Linked DNA regions of Triticum aestivum: region 1 is linked to region 2. A link is a contact called in public Hi-C data. All regions are on one chromosome and are shown on one strand. Each heading gives the region's core, a stretch centred on a gene start, on an enhancer-like site or on the middle of the called end of the contact. The rest is flanking DNA. Distances are from core to core; before and after follow the strand shown.

The links. Hi-C and Micro-C count contacts between places; a contact is called where the count stands out from the background.
Region 1: a Hi-C map of an unstated tissue shows a contact between it and region 2, with 5 times the contacts expected there. The contact joins the enhancer-like site here to the promoter of LOC123132302 in region 2. A contact is called at or near these places in 3 of 5 Hi-C or Micro-C datasets (leaf and an unstated tissue) and 1 of 1 datasets of contacts at active chromatin or transcription factors (leaf).

The regions. Positions count from the first base shown.
Region 1 is chr6A:101,963,325-101,968,706 of IWGSC CS RefSeq v2.1, reverse strand. It overlaps the pseudogene LOC123132308. Among protein-coding and RNA genes, the nearest start is that of LOC123132302, 45 kb to the right of the region's middle. Within about 2 kb of position 1,411, at least 1 of the 8 cell types and tissues checked has an H3K27ac peak or open chromatin away from gene starts, as enhancers often do.
Region 2 is chr6A:101,919,459-101,925,031 of IWGSC CS RefSeq v2.1, reverse strand. LOC123132302 (tyrosine-sulfated glycopeptide receptor 1) reads left to right here and starts at 4,058. Exons shown (of 1, transcript XM_044552094.1): 1 at 4,058-5,573. The coding sequence starts at 4,144. LOC123132307 (a long non-coding RNA gene) reads right to left here. Exons shown (of 2, transcript XR_006464624.1): 2 at 2,581-2,887.

The sequences.
Region 1 (5,382 bases), core at 162-2,661, 46 kb before region 2:
CCTCAAACGGGTCTCAGACGCCTAGGCTGACCGGCACCCCACATATCCAGCCTAAATGTAGGGCGAATATGGGGCACTCGGGCGCGTCCGCCACGTCGGACCCAGCCCACGCTCGCCTACCCGACCCCATATATTCCTCCCCATCCAGTGCCCGGGCCAAACCCTAGTCACTTCACTCCACTCCCCTCCGCCACCCGAGCTTCCGTCTGGCGAACTCCGGCCTTCTCTGCCCTGGCGGGCAGCGGATCCGACGACGAGCAGTACAGATCCGTCGATTGGGGGTGTCGTCTTGTGCGGTTTGGAGAAGGCACTGGTCGTCTGCATTGCACTTCGCTACTCTTGGGAGGACATTGCCCGACCCACGGCAGGATGTATCCGTCGCGAGTTCATTGCGTCGACGCATCGGGCGCTCGGATCCTCTGGCGCTAGATCATCGCGGTCCTCTTGGGAGCCTTCCAATCTCCCTTTCCCCATCACCGACCAACCGGAGTATGAGTCCCGGGACGGTGTGCCCGTCGTGGGAAGAAGAGGAATGAGGGCGGCCGAGGCCCGTCTCGCTGGCGACATGGTGGCAGTGGAGGCGGCTGATGCGGTTGCACGGGCGGCCGCGGAGGAGGAAGCCATCAGCGCCCGCATTGTAAAGAAGCGGCGGCGGAGGAACACACGTGCCCTCGCCCGAGAGTAGAATCGGGCGGTCCGTGCCATGGCCAGACTGCCCCCCTCCCCCTCCCCCCCTCCCCCCCGAAGGAGGAGAAGAAGGACAACGACGGGTCGGATAGCTCCGGCAATGAGCAGATCTGGCTCAATCCGTACTAGGTCTTCGACCGCTACTTCTGTGAGAAGGACGGCAAGGGCGCCGGGAAGGGCAAGGGCAGCCGTGCATGACCTTGTCCGTGTAGGTTAAACATGCCAATTTTTGGTAGTCCGATCACATATCCTGATATAGTAGTTGGACAATGTGTGTAATGCATCGTTTACGTAGTTGCATGAGTTTGTATGAATTTGAGGTATATTAATTGAGGTGTCCGGTTGTGAGAAGAAAAATTTGAGGCGTGACCTGTCAATGTCCGTGGACACGACAGGGCCCGGGGCGTTTGAGGGACCAGAGTTGCTAAGTCCGGTTGTAGATGCCATAAGGCCAAATCCAAAATCTTTTGAGGATAAGATGTATCATAAGAAAAGAAACAGATGCCAGGTATGTCCTGAATGCCAAAGCAGATGGATTTGGCAAGAGCCGTAAGCGCCTTCCTGTGTTAACCACAAAAAAAATAGCAGCACCAAGTGACACGTCAGCACTTGCATCATACTACAACTAATAATAATCTTAAACCTTGATCTAACTACAGGACATCCATAAACCGCCATGACTTTTCTCGAAATGAAAAAAGCTTCCCACCCCACGGTCCCTCCTTGTGGGTGGAGCCATGGAGCAGAGGAGCTCGGGGCTCCTCAACCACGAGCTCCATCAGCACAGCTAAGCCTCGGAGGCGACAAGCAAAAACAAGTGACACGAGAGATTTGGCGCCATTCCAACAGGATGCGCTTGCCACGCCACACGCAGTCACGCACGCGCACGTCTGATCCACTGCCCAAAACGTTCCAACCAATCCCTCTCCATGCCTCCCTGCTGGGAACCTTGGTACTTGTCATTTGACCGGGCACTCGATCTATCGTGGCGTTTGGCAGTTACCGACGATTTCATAGGGATTTCTTTGCGTGAAACGATTTTTTTTTTGTTACCATGCAATACCACTGAGATATGCATTTTTTGTGTGTGGCAGTGACGCAGGAGGAGGCAGCCATGGCGTACGACATCGCCGCCATCGAGCACTGCGGCCTCAATGCTGTCACCAACTTCGACGTCAGTCGCTACATCAAGTGGCATCACTGTTGCCACGCTGACGACGCGGGCGGTCTCAACACCCCTCGTTGTGTCAATGATCGGTTGCAACCGCCCCAGGCGAGTCCAACGTCTCATGCGGCGTCGGCGCTCGGCCCGCTGCTGAAAGCGCCCAGGTTGAAGGAGATGATGGAGCGGGTGGCAGCCTCCCAGATCAGCACCAACTCGCTGTCTTCGTCGTCGTGTCCCCCCTTACCGCCACCACCGACGACACAGCGGCGGGAGACGAAGCCTAGAAATTCGTCAATGCGGTGTAGCTTCCCGGACGATGTGCAGACATATTTCGGGTGCGGCGATGAAGAGGGTATGAGCGGTTTGGCGGAGGTTGACACGTTCTTATTTGGGGACCTGGGCGTGTGCGCTGAGCTGGGCCTTTGATATGAACAATTCAGCTTTTCTCTCTCTTTGGAATGGACAATGTATTGTGTTTATAGCTTCGCAAAAGGATTTGCCTACTGCATAATGCAACATGCAGAATGTTAATTCCTGCGCAACCTCAGCGTGGCGTAAATAACCAGCATCATGATAAACTGGACGGTTGACAAGGTTGTGGGAGAAAAAACCAGACAAAAAAAAAAAGGCCGCCCCTGCAGGGACGACGGGCTTCCATGGGTTAGTCTGGATAATCCATCAAGTGATGGGCGGTGCTTTGAATCATATCATAGAGAGAGTAATTACCTTGTCGGGGTAGCTCAAGAGAATGATAGCCCAATAGGCTGTTGCTTTCTACCGTGCTTGCCGCACGGTGGATCTGGCTCCCGACCGCCGCGCTTTATGCTGTGGGGCGTTGGACAAAGTTGGCGATGTGGTACTAAACATGTACTCCGTACACAGCAGACATCGATCACAGCCTCACGGTAACACGGCGATCACTCAATTCCAGCGAGGGCGGCCAGCGGCGTCGCCATCGCGTGCCGGCTGCCGGAACCGAACGCCACGGCGGCACTGCCCTGCTCGCCCCCGCGCGCACCGGCCGCCGCCTGTGTGGAGTATCTTTGGGTTTTGTTGGAAGTGGGCCGGGCTGGTAATAAACGGCACCGGTGGACACGATGGTGCTACTAGGCCGTATGTGTTACCTAATTGCGCAATTGATCCATTTAGAAGAATGTTAGTATCCACAAAGGCTCGCCGGGAACCCCTAAAAAAAGGCTCACCGGGAAGCTTGGCTTGAGGAAACAGCAGATTCTTCAAATTCGGAGAGTGAGTTGAAGGCATGGACAAGTATGTGGAAGGCCAATGTCCCTTCTAAGGTTAAATTTTTCTTATGGAGGCTTGCCCAGCAATCTCTGCCCACGGCTGATCTTCTAACTCACAGAAACATGGCGACAATGTCTACATGTGGCCTTTGTGGAACGGACGATTCATGACAGCACTCACTCCTTCACTGTAATATGGTGAGATGCCTATGGGCGTTGGAACCCAGACCTTGCTGAAACTGTTGATAACATAAGGGAACCGGAAGCCAAAGGGTGGTTATTTACATTAATTGACAGCCTACAACATGATGATTTCGTCAAGGTCGTAGTGACATTGTGGGCTATCTGGTACTCCCTCCGTCCGAAAATACTTGTCATCAAAATGGACAAAAAAGGATGTATCTAGAATTAAAATACATCTAGATACATCCCTTTTTATTCATTTTGATGACAAGTATTTTCAGACGGAAGGAGTACGCCCGAAGAAAGGCGTTACATGAGCACAATTCAGACCCCTCACGCGACCCATCATTTTATCAGTAGCTATATTAGGGAGCTCGGTGAGATCAAACCACATGGGACACAAGTTCCAGCAGCGGCAAGGGCACCCCACCTGCGCAGCACACCACCGGCGGCAGGTTTTGCTAAGATCAAAGTAGACGGAGCTACTTTCAGGAATCCAAATGCAGGATCTTTCGGTGTTGTGTGGAGGGATGAAACATGGAAGTTCATGGGCGCATCGGCTATCAAATGCGTTGGCATAACTAACCCAGCAGCTTTAGAGGCGCTAGCCTACTGAGAAGCCATTTCATTGGCACAAGATCTCTTCCTCTCTCTCTCTCTCTCTCTCTCTCTCTCACATGTGTTAATAGCATCAGACTGCCAAGAGGTTGCTACAAATACGAGGCGTGTATGGCGGCATCGTCAAGGAGATCAAATCTACTTCAGCCCAGTCCACGTCTTGTACCTCCATTTTCAAAGGACGTGAGACTAATATTGAGGCACATAGCCTCGCTAAGCACACTTTAGGACTTTTTTTAAGACGACATTTATGGCTCCTCGTTCCTTCGGACCTTAATTGTATCCCAATGTATTTACTATTTAGACTATGATAATTAAATAAAGTGTGTGTTTAGACTAAACAAACTAGTTGGGCAACAAATAAAGGACAAGCAAAATAAGTGTCGTGGCTTTAGTTCAAATTTACAATACACTTGTTTTGGGACGTAAGAAGTAATTTAAGAAATTATTAAAATACCTAAGGCCTTGTTCGGCTAAACCTCTCCCGGAGAGGTTTGAAGGGGATTGAGGGGGAGTTTGACTTATAAGGGGATTTAGTCCTTCCCAACCCACTCCATTTCCCTTCAAATTCCCTCCAACCGAACAAGCCCTAATTGGGAGACATCCCCCTCAAAAAAAATTAATTGGGAAACACTAACGTTCCGACAGTTGATAACATGTGCGCTTTCGGCTGCCGTCGCTATCCGCAGTGTGCTCCGGTGGCCCCACACACATTTCTCAATCTTATCTCTTTAGCTCCTCCAGGAATATCGCGCCATCTTTCCCAAAGTCTATTTCCTCGTTGTCAACTATCTCTCCCAGAAGCGAACCAACCTGTGGTTGGATGGTTAGAGGGCAGTGGTATCCCCAGCCCACCAGGGTTCAAGTCCCGGTGCTCGCATTATTCCTCTATTTCAGGATTTCTGGCGATGCGATTTCAGTGGGAGGAGATGTTCCCGTCGACGATGAGGCGCCTATGATGACTTCGTAAATCTCAAGATGATATGCCGGCTCAGTCTCTCGGAGGTGCTCATAGGGGTAGGGTGTGCGTGTGTGCATTTATAGGGGTGAGTGCATGCGCGTATGTATGAGGGATTGCGTCTGTACTTCAAAAATACTATCTCTCCCAGAAGCAACCTTATCCCACTTTCCTTGTTCCATGGTGTCTCACCGTGCCGCTCCTAACAACAAGCCGCCACCACGGTTTCCTCCTTGACCGCAGCAAGACCGACGACTTCCTCACCCCCTTTGCAACAAGCCTCTCTCTCTCTCTCTCCTTCTCCCTCTCTCCCCTTCTCACTCCCGCCCTCCCTCTCCCTCTCCCCCTCCCCGTATCTCCTCCCATGACAGTCCCCGTCAAATAGGCATCATGAGAGGTGCCGCTACGGTGCGAGCAATGTTGGAAGAGTCATGCTTCTACGAACCGTGGCAGCGCAATGGCAACAGTTGCAACACAAGCGATGTTGCGGTAGCAACATGGACTGTGTTGCAAATGTCTGGTTTGCA
Region 2 (5,573 bases), core at 2,809-5,308:
GGTTGTAAATTAGGAACCACCTCTAGTTTATGTTCATCGCATGCGGCTTCTCTTTAGAAATTGGATGGTCTCCACGATCCAGGATGACTCCTTGTCGATATGGACCCCAACATTGATATCAAAGTCACCACCCTCTGTGGCAACGACCGGTTGCAACCACCCCATGTGAGTCCTCTCATACGGTGTCGATGCTTGACCAACTGTTGTAGTTGCCCATGTTGAAGGGGATGATGGAGAGGGTGGTGGCGTCACAGAGCAACACAAACTCCCCATCTTAGTGCCTGTTCGGAGCCCCTCCGCTCTACAACTCTGCCAGAGAGCAGAGCGGGCTGCAGTTCACATTTGCAGAGCGGTGGAGTAGGTGCTCCGCCAGATTCGTGGAGCTGGTGGATTACCAAACAGGTCCTTAGTCGCCGTGTTTCTCCCTCACCGCCATCACTGACGAGCCAGTAGCTAGAGCAGAAGCATGGACCTTCTTTAATGCGGTGTAGCTTCCCAGACAACATCCTGACATACTTCAGGTGCGATGACGAAGGCATCATCATCGGCTACGCGGAGGATGACACGTTCTTCTTTTGGCACCTGGGCGCATGCGTCGCGCCTAGTTTTCCAGTTCGAGCTATGCCTTTGATTTGAAGAATTCAGTTATTTATTTCTTTTAAATGGTTAATGTGTCGTGTGTAAAATGAATTGATTCTTGCACTTTAAAAAAGGGAATTGGTTGTTGCATAATGCAACATGTCAAAGCCGACTAGGGGTTCCTCGCCTCATGTCGCTGCTGCCACCTATCTACTCGTCTTCTCTGGCCTTAGGGCTATGGAGGCGCGGTGGATCTCAGTCTCTGTCGGCGGGAGGGATCCTGCTTGTTTTAGGTGTTTTTCAGAGTTTGTTTATGGTTTGTGTCTTGTTCAGAAAGGTGAGGCAGCGGCGGCTCCCTGAAGGTGAAATAAGGTTCTCTTCGCCTGTTCCCCATCTTGGTGATCCGTCCAATGTCGTTGGAGGGCGCATGGAGGTGTGTCTCTGACGGATCTCGCTGGATTTGATCGTTTTTTGTTTTCGATGGATCTGCTTGATCCGGTCTTTATTCATCTGTGTTCATGTGTCTACAAATTTGATCCCTCCAATCTTCACTTCTCTTCATCGAGGATGGTTGTTGTGCTGGTCCTTTGGGGCCTGCAGGAAGACTTCCTAGATATCTACTACTACAAGATTTGGCCGACTGCAATGAGGGAGGGACGATGTCGGCTCATTTTGCTTCTAGTCGTTGTTAGGCAGTCTACGGACATGTATGTAATTTTTCATCAATTTTGATGTTCTTTTGTACTGTCATGATGTTTGTGTAGATGTGCATGCTCTAGCCAATGCAATCAAAAGATCAATCTGGTGGAAGAGACTAGGCAGCACATTATACGTAACAGTTTAATTAATAAATCGTAGTTTTTTCAAAAGAAAAAAATACAGCATGTCGAATTTGTGCGCAAACTGTTGACAAGGACGACGGGCTTCCATGGGTTAGTTTATCAAGTGAGCCGGTGTTTTGAATCATAGAGATAGTAATTACCTTGTCGAGGTTTATACCAAGAGGATTATAGCTCATAGGCTGTTGCTTTATACCGTGCTTGCCGCACGGTGGAACTCGCTCCCGGCCGCCACCTTTTATGCTGTTGGGTGCTACCCAAAGTTGGCGATGTGGTACTAAACATGTATTACGTAATCGATCACAGCCTTGCAGTAACACGGCGAAACGGAGTAAAGAGGCACAATCACGAAACGGAGTAGTATGTTCCAGATAGAGCGGCATCGCCGTCGCGTGCAGCTGCCAAACGGCGAACATGCGCTCGTCGTACCTCGCTCGATTCGAGCTGCCGCGAGTTGCCACGACGGTGTTGGGGAAGTGGGCCGGGCTGCTTGTGGACGAGGAGTCGGCGGCGTTAGGCCGTACAGGATAACAAATTAGGCCTTAGAGGCCTAGCCTGGGCTAGAGCCCGCAGAGGCTTATGTTTTCTCTCAACCAAAGAAAAAAGAACCAAGACCTATTTATTCCCCCTGGGCTTGTCTCCAAAAAAATAAAAAGAATCCCCCATGGTCAAGACTCAGGAAAAGCACACTGGTGAAAGAAGAAAAGAAAAAGAAAAAAAGGATGCCTTTCCAAAACACGTACGACAAAGAACAAGACGATGGGGATCAACTACACGTTGGCGGCAAACGTACAAGCACGCCAAATAATTAAGTAACAGTCTAAGAGCCATCGTCGCGTAGTCGGGCCAGTGGTCACGCCGCCATTTTCGTACTCCAAGTGGCCAAGTGTGAAACTTCCAAGTGGCACTATGCACAAAAAACAAGTTGCTTTTGTTTTTCTATATAAGCTCCCCTGGTAACGAGAGAGCCGGCTGTCGCGCGCCGTGAAGACCGCACCAAATAAATGCTTGACGAAATGACGAGCCAAATCCGTGGTCTAGCTACATCAACGCGGCACATCAACGTGTTGAAACACATGCTGACATGCCAAATACAACATGTGGCTCATCACAAAATAAATAATAATGATAATAATAATAATAATAATAATAATAATAATAATAATAATAATAATAATAATAATAATAATAATAATAATATGGTGTCAGTCTCTTGTGTTATGTTCTTCAATCCACACTGTATCCGATAATTATAACATGGACAAAAGCAGAAAACAGAGTACCGCTTTTTTTTCTTGAGGGGTGAAAACACAGTACCACTGATACATGCTAAACATGACAACAAAGGGGATTCATTGCCAACTCTGCAGCGAGCCTTCATTCATTTGGTATATTTTTCCTCAATCAGAGTGGAAAATCATTAACCACATGCACGGTGATCAATGATAGAGTGCAACATCTACGATACGCTGCAGCAAACATCAGCACATCATTGTCATCCAAAAGCTAAACTAAACTTGTACCCCAAAAGCAATGTGATTCTTACATAACACCAATCATATATATATTCAACATATATTCAACTGAAGTACTAAAACTATAACTGATACTGTACATGGTTCGGTTCCAAAGGACCATTTCCACACAGCACAAGCGTTCCCACAACCACAAGCTGACAAGCATCAGAGACTATTGTCATGAAGATTAGTACGGAGCAGAATATGTTTAGTCACAACCTTGCTTGTTATGCTAGAACTAGTCTTCACACAGCGTGTTGAATTGGTAGTAGTCCTGTAGATGTCCCTCACAACTAAGGGCTTGTTGTAAACTCTGTTTCCTGATACATATATATGTATCAGCCCTTTGTTCCGCAAAAAAAAAAAGCATCAGAGACAAGTGATGAACGAGCTTGCCACTGCCAGAGCTCACACGCTACGATGTTTACTTCGAACCGCCTCCAAATTCAGATGAAAACCAGTCCATATGGTCCACAATAGTGCGAAAGTGGAGCCAGGACAATGGTAACTAACAGCAAATGTATCCATCAGACGAAGTTAATGCCTGGGTCAAGAGGATGAAACAAAGAACAGATTACCCAGCAGGTCAATCATCCACCCCGTGCCCATTAAGCAACAAAATTGCACTTCTTTCCCTCCACTTGTGTTTGTCCGCACACTGACGGAGACGCCGATGATCGCTCTCAAGCGCAAGCACCTTCTAGAAATAATTACCTCCGTACTATCTGTTCCCAAAAGGCAAATGATGCGCCGAGAAGTAATAGTTTAGTTCAGTGCTAGTGGGAAACAGGTGAGATTTATTTAGTGAAGCCAGTTAGAGAGGTGATGTCAGGGCAACTAAACTAAGGCACGCTGTAAAATTTCATCGAGGATTGAGTCAAGGAGGACTAGAAAATCTACAATGAAGTCCTTTTGGTACGGAAGGTGTTCAGGAAGATTGGGCAATAGACTTGTCAGTAGATTACAGCATGCAACCGATGGTGAAACACTGAAACATCAGTGTGAACTAGGAAGCGGCCTGGTGGGCTGGGGGCAGTTGTGTAAAATCCAATCCTGTTGACTACCACTACAAGGGACAGAACAAATGGGAGCAAGATCTGCTTCTTTCTTTCCCATCAAGCTCTTTCATGGTTAGACCACCATTGATGCTTTATCTAGTCAGGGGACAACATAACCTCCGGTTCCAGTGCTAGTTTCACCAGAAAACCATGCAGACACTCCATTTTCCTAACAAGACATACAGCAAGATATTGCACATACCTTCCCTTGGCCTAGCTCTTGTGCTGCTGATATGCTTGGCCTCTCCTACCAGTTCCTGCACGGAGCAGGAGAAGGACTCCCTTCTCCAGTTTCTCGGCGGGCTCTCACAACACGGTGGCCTCGATGCGTCCTGGCAGCATGGCACGGCTTGCTGCCAGTGGGAAGGGATCACCTGCAGCACAGATGGGATTGTTACGGATATCTTGCTGGCTTCTAGGAGTCTTCAGGGGCACATCACACCTTCTCTTGGGAACCTCACTGGATTGCTGCGCCTCAACCTGTCAAACAATCTGCTATCTGGTGGTGTACCACAGGAACTGGTATCCTCCAGAAGCATCCTCATCGTAGACGTCAGCTTTAACCGTCTCAGAGGAGACCTACACGAGTTGTCATCTACCCATGCCCGGCCACTGAAGGTACTGAACATCTCAAGCAATTTGTTTACAGGACAGTTTCCGTCCTCAACATGGCAGGTGATGAAGAATCTGGTTGCACTCAATGCCAGCAACAACAGCTTTACTGGGCAGCTACCAACTCATTTTTGTGCCAGCTCGCCATCTTTGGCAGTGCTTGAACTCTGCTACAATCAATTCAGAGGGAGCATTCCCCCTGAATTTGGTAGCTGCTCCATGCTCAGAGTGCTCAAGGTTGGCCACAACCGCCTCAGTGGGACTCTCCCAGATGAACTTTTCAATGCTACCTTGTTAGAATATGTCTCCTTCCCCGGGAACGGTTTACAAGGAACACTTGAAGGCTCACATATTGGGAAACTCAGTAATCTGAGTACTCTTGATCTTGGAGAGAACAGCATCACTGGCAAGATTCCAGAATTTATAGGTCATCTAAAGAGATTAGAGGAACTCCGTTTAAACAACAACCTCATGTATGGGGAGCTGCCATCGACTCTGAACAACTGCACAAATCTCATAACCATTGACTTCAAGAACAACAATTTCAGTGGAGAACTCGCCAAGGTTAATTTCTCCAACCTACCCTATCTAAAAACTTTAGATCTTAGGAACAACAGCTTCAGAGGCAAAATTCCGGAAAGCATCTACTCCTGCAGCAATCTAACTGCACTTGGGCTATCTTTCAATAATTTCCATGGCCAGCTGTCAGAAAAAATAGGCAACCTGAAGTACCTCTCATTCCTATCACTTGTTAAAAACAATCTTACAAATATCACAAGTGCACTTCATCTACTTAGGAGCTCCAAGAATCTCACCACCCTTCTTATTGGGCTCAACTTCATGAAAGAGACCATGCCAGATGATGACAGAATTGCCGGTTTTGAGAATCTTCAAGTTCTAGCAATAGCAGGTTGCTCATTGTTGGGAAAAATACCCCATTGGCTATCAAAGCTAGAAAAGTTGGAGAT